Regions from separate parts of the Mus musculus genome. Here region 1 is linked to region 2. Evidence: chromatin contacts called from public HiChIP or PLAC-seq data. All regions are on one chromosome and are shown on one strand. The core of a region is the stretch at or near the end of the contact, and the rest is flanking DNA. Distances in the headings are between cores, read along the strand shown.

What was found. HiChIP or PLAC-seq counts read pairs in DNA pulled down with a chosen protein or histone mark.
Region 1: a CTCF HiChIP or PLAC-seq map of CD8 T cells shows a contact between it and region 2, with 8 read pairs. The contact joins the enhancer-like site here to the promoter of Runx3 in region 2. A contact is called at or near these places in 15 of 39 promoter capture datasets (the 3T3-L1 cell line, 3T3-L1-derived adipocytes, the C10 cell line and 12 more), 2 of 15 datasets of contacts at CTCF or cohesin (CD8 T cells and large pre-B cells), 44 of 484 Hi-C or Micro-C datasets (B cells, the C10 cell line, CD4 T cells and 27 more), 17 of 115 datasets of contacts at active chromatin or transcription factors (the 230-238 cell line, CD8 T cells, the HPC-7 cell line and 12 more) and 3 of 9 other capture datasets (adipose tissue, embryonic stem cells and liver).

The regions. Positions count from the first base shown.
Region 1 is chr4:135,084,842-135,087,541 of GRCm38.p6, forward strand. No RefSeq gene overlaps it. Among named protein-coding and RNA genes, the nearest start is that of Gm16225, 34 kb to the right of the region's middle. Within about 2 kb of position 1,365, at least 32 of the 459 cell types and tissues checked have an H3K27ac peak or open chromatin away from gene starts, as enhancers often do. A contact at or near this core is called in CD8 T cells, the CH12 cell line, Th1 cells and 2 more, where this site is marked.
Region 2 is chr4:135,151,106-135,153,805 of GRCm38.p6, forward strand. Runx3 (runt related transcription factor 3) reads left to right here and starts at 1,440. Exons shown (of 5, transcript NM_001369050.1): 1 at 1,440-1,951. The coding sequence starts at 1,667.

The DNA of each region.
Region 1 (2,700 bases), core at 115-2,614, 66 kb before region 2:
TTCAGCCCATCGAGGCATCAACAGCTCGGCTGACAGAAGACTCAGAGCAAGAACCGGCCAACAAGTCTGGCTGGCCAACACCGCCCATCTCGCAGACAGACAAGCACCGAATGTTTGAGTTTGTCTGCCCTGAGCTTGTGACCCCAAACCCTCACAAAAACAAAAACAAAAACAAAATGTCCATTTGGACAGAAAGGATTCCGGACGTGACACTTGCCTTATTTTACAGGGAACACTGGGGCCGAGGGATGAAGGGCTTAGCCAGGGTCACACTGGAAAGTGTTTCCAGCCAAGCCTAGTGACACCTGCCTCTCATCTGAGCACCCAGAAAGGCTAGCAGGAGAATCAGGGCTCAAGGCCAGCCTCAGCTACATAGTGAGTTTGAGGTCAGCCTGGGCTACCTGAGGTCTATCTCCAAAGCAAACAGAAAGCAAGAGCTTTACAGCGACCCCTATAGGTTGTGCCTGCACCTGCATCTTCTCCGCTAATGCAGCCAGGATCATTGACGACCAGCCTGATTGGGATGGGGGGCTGCTACTGGGTGCGGGGTTCAGACGGTGTTCACCAACTCCACAGGGAAGACATATGACCGGAGCCAACCAGGGACAAGCAGAGTGCCCCATCATGCCTTTACTACTCCAGCTCGGGCAGCGGTCAAAACATGGTAGCCTCTGTGCCCTGGGATCACTGCAGAATGCTGGGGTCTCCTCAGCCTACAAGGACTCCAGGCTCTGCACACCACACCGTGTCAGGAGCGGTGAGAGGAAGGAAAACCCACAGGCCCAGATGAGGAAGTCCTCTGCCTGCCACTGTTTGCCTTGATGGATTTCCCCTCAACCACCAACTTTGTAGTTGGCTCTTTTGTAAGAGCCAGCCAGGAGGGACCAGGCTGGACCTGGACAGCCGGAGGCTCTAGTGACAGAGGTACAGGAGTCGGGATGGAAACATTTGGGCTGAATGCCACTGGCTCCTTGGTATCTACCTTGAAAAGGGTCAGAGGTCAGAGGGATACTTGCTATATGACCTTAAACATGTTTGCCTTCTCTGGGCCACACATAGTCTATAAAATGAAACATTTGGCTTTAGTTTCAAATAGTGAGTCCATCCCTCGACACACTGGGGATCTCTCCAAATAAGTACTCAGCATGCTATTTCCACATCCCGTGCCTCAGTTTCTCCATCTATGGCTAATCCCAGCCTCTCCTGCTTGGGGCTGTAAGAGGACAGAGGCTCAGGCATGTGGACTTCTGACACTGGCTGAGGAAAGAATCTGTGTGGTGACAGACCTGGCAGTCGTCTGACCTCATGGCTGGCTAATCAAAGGGATGGCAGCCTAGGGGTGAGACATCAACGGGCACAGGGGAAACTGCCGTGGGAGTGGCTCTCCCTGCATAGGTGCTTTCCTGCCAGGCTGGGGAGATCCCACAGCCCTGTATACTGTGACTCCAGGAGCCAGTGGTGCCCCAGGACAGCAACGTCCCCATCCCAGGTGAGCATCAGAGGCTGGGCCCCTCCGGAGGTGACTCAGGCAGACCTGTAGACTGTGAGGCAGGTGAGCAGAGTAGTTCCACACCAGGCCACCACTGTAACCGCAAGCTCTGTGCTCCCAGAATTCCTCTGGCCAGTTCCAGGCCTCTGACTCCTACCACTGTGGTTATTGTCTCTCCTGTCGTGCCTACTCCTAACCACTGTGTCCCTGGGATGGCCACAAGGCTGCAGGAGGGTCTCAGGCTTTCACTGATGGGATTGGAGGAGGGGCTCACCCCAGAGCCAACTGACTGGGTCTCCCAGCCTTGTTCATCAAATGCTTGGTAGAAGACTTTGGGCAGTCACTGTCTCTGACTCAGTTTCCCTGTTCCTAAGCCCTGGTTCACAAGGCCACATGACTGTTGGTTGAACCAGTTGTCCAGGTTCAAACCCCAGATCTGCCCCTTCATAAGCTGTGCTACCTCTGGCAATACCTTAACCCCTCAGTGTGTTTCACTTTCCCCACCTATGAAATGGGAATAAAACTAGAATGACTCCCTTATGGGGTTAGTCAGCAAACTTCATTGTTACTTCTTCAGGGTGGCCCTGGATGCCAGGCTCTGTGTGCCTGTGTCTTGCCACATCCCGCGTGAGTCCTGGAGACAGAACGCGGGACACAGCCAATGTGGACATCCAGCAGTGGAGGCCAGCACTGCCCTTCACAGCGTTCCACAGGTAGAGGGAAGCTTGCTTTTTGCTCCTTGTTTCAAAGGCTTCAGTCCCTTGTAGGAGGAGGATGTGGTGGGCAGCTTCCATCATGGCAGGAAGCAGTGGGAGAACCATCTGCCTGCAGACTTTCTCCTCGCAATCCCTACCGCTTTGGTTTTTCGAGACAAGGTTTCTGTGTATAGCCCTGGCAGTCCTGGAACTCCCTCTGTAGACCAGGCTGGCCTCAAACTCACAGAGATCCACCTGCCTCCTGAGTGCTGGGATTAAAGGTGTGCACTACAACTACCTGGCCCTCTCTCCCCTTTTTATTCATCAGGTACCTGGCCTATGGGTCAGTGCTGCCCCCAAGCCCCCCTATTCAGGGTAGACCTTCTTAGAAATATCCCAGGTACTTCTCAGCCCAGTCAAGCTGACAGAGAGGAACCACACAGGGACTTTCAACTGCAAAGGAATCCATGTCTAAAGACAAAATTTCTAAAATGAAACCTTTTAATGGCCCACACT
Region 2 (2,700 bases), core at 190-2,689:
GGTCAACTCCGAATCATAGGTTCTCAAAAAGTTCCAGTAAGGGACCTTCACTGTCCTTGCTTCCCTGGTGGCTTGAGGCGCTGGCATAAGGCCCAGAGAGGGGCAGAATACAATTCTCCTGGCACTCGTTAGACTCAGGACATACCTAGTACCCCGCTGTTGTACACACAGCGCCTGATTTCGTTTTTTGACAAAATGGAGTGTTCTAAGCTGAGGTCAGAGCCAGGATGAGGTCTTGATGCCTCTGTCGCCATCGGATCCTAAATCGTGTCGCTTCTGGGGCTTGTATTGGTAGTTGCAGACAGATTCACTGTCGCTGGCAACGAAAATGCAGTCGAATTTCCAAAGCAGTGAGAGAAACACATGCATTCGTTCGTTGCTGCCGTCCAAGGAGTGCACGGGGTTGGGGAGAGCACAGCCCTCGGTGACCGGTGACCGTGGACTCTCTAGTTGTGTGTCTGTGCCCCCATGCCAGGCTTAGGAGACGGGACGGGAAAGAGTTGTTGTTAGTGAAGTCCAGGAGTTGCTGGGCCACGGAGCATGAGGAACACAGAGACCCCAGGGCCGATTTCCCACAGGGCACCTGACAGCTCTGTAGGCTCAGCGCTTTAGGGCCAAGAAGACTATGGCCCGGCCCTAGGAGGACCCCTTTCCATCCGTGGGGAGAAAGCAGTCTGAGCGTTAAGACTTCTTTCTGCCACAGACCCTCATCCACTTCCACTAGACGGACGGTGGTTGCATGCGTATGGTGTAGCATGGAATGTTCCAAAAAAGCACACTGTTGTAGGCCCCATTGTAGTTTTCAAAGACCCATGAGCTGCCAAGACAGAGGACAACTCCACGAGGCCTGCGCGATCCTGAAATTAGTTTTGAGTGGACAGGAGCCGTGTGGTTGTCCCCACCCCACTGTTGGTCCCTGTGGCAACCCCTATTCTGTCTGCCTCGAAGGTTGACACAGAAGCCACAGAGACGAGAGCCAAGGCCGCGCGGAGCTGTGGACTCCCTCGTGGGGTGGAAGCTCTAGGGTCAAAATCGTTTGTGGAGTGGAGGGAATGAGAAAACCGTCTTGGGTGTCACCGCGGCAACCAGCTGAGGGTGCAGGTTCCGGGCTGCGGTGGCCAGAGCTGAAGCAGCCAGGCTGCGACTCGAGGGAGGGGAAGCGAGCCGCAGCCAGGAGGCTGGAAACCCGATGTCTGCCCAGGTCGCAGCGGCCGCTCCTGACTCCGGGGACCGCGGCTCCCCGCGCGGCTACCGGGACGCGGGTGTCTAGACCCTCTGGGGCGGAGCCTGGCCCCTGCTTGGCTCGCGCGGGCCCGAGCCACCGGGTCCTCCACGGCGAACCCCGAGCCTGGGGGCTGCGATTGGCTGCGCCCCGCGTCGCTCGCACGGCCCCGCCCCGAGGCCCGGGGTACTAACCCCGCGCGGGCGGCCGCGTCGCCGCCACTTGATTCTCTAGGATCCGGGCTGGGGCCGCGGCCGCCGAGTCCGTGGGGCGGCCGCGCGCGCCGGATGCGGGACTAGCGGGCGCGCGGCCGACCGTCGGGGCGCACCCCCTCCCCCGGCGCCGCCCCTCCCCCCACCCCCCACGCTGGCCGGGCCCCGAGCCGCCGCCTTCCCGCCTCCCGCTTCCCGCGGCTGCGGCCGCCCGCGCCCTGACGGCCGCGGCATGCGTATTCCCGTAGACCCGAGCACCAGCCGCCGCTTCACTCCCCCCTCCACGGCCTTCCCCTGCGGCGGCGGCGGCGGCGGCAAGATGGGCGAGAACAGCGGCGCGCTAAGCGCGCAGGCAACCGCGGGCCCCGGCGGCCGCACCCGGCCCGAAGTGCGCTCGATGGTGGACGTGCTGGCCGACCACGCGGGAGAGCTCGTGCGCACCGACAGCCCCAACTTCCTCTGCTCCGTGCTGCCCTCGCACTGGCGCTGCAACAAGACGCTGCCGGTCGCCTTCAAGGTGAGTGCAGGGGCCCGAGCCGGGAGGACACCGGGGAACCTGGGCGCCCCCATTTGCAGGAGCCCATACCGGGGAGGACTTGGGGAGCACCTAGAAGTAGGACATGAAAGGGGATGTCACCCAGCTGGCAAGACACCGGGGTACCCGGGCGCCCCTACTGCAGGATGCCACTCCCGGAAGGACCCCCGCTGGACTCCAGGCGATCCGCAATAAGAGCCCAGACCCCAGAGAACATGGGAGGTACCGTGGTGGAAGAAAAGGGGGTCACCCGGCTAGCAGGACATAGGGGTGCCTGGTCACCCACGCTGCAGGAGCCCAGGCCCGACAGAACATGAGAGGAACCTGGGTGTCCCCGCTGCCCGAGCCCGGGTCCAGAGAGAAATATGGTTACATCAGTCAGGGAAGGTACCAGGAGGACGTCCAGGAGAACTGGGCGTGGGGAGTTCTTCTGCCGTTCCTATTCCAAGAGTCAGAACCCCAGACCTCCCGTTGGGAACGGTACACCGCGGCCTCTCTGCCGGAGGACACGGACACTTGGGGCGCTCCTTCTCGGTGGCACAGACAGCCTGGAGGAGCCATACCCCGTTCCACCTGGCCTTCACGGGGCCCTGCAGAGTATAGTGGCATGGAAACCGGAGGACTGGGGCTCCCAGATTCTTTGGCACAGTCTAACCGGTAACTGGGATGAGGACCGCCGGAGCTGGGCGAGGACCCGGGAGGTGTGGGGCACAGAGGGCGAGGAGGGCCTG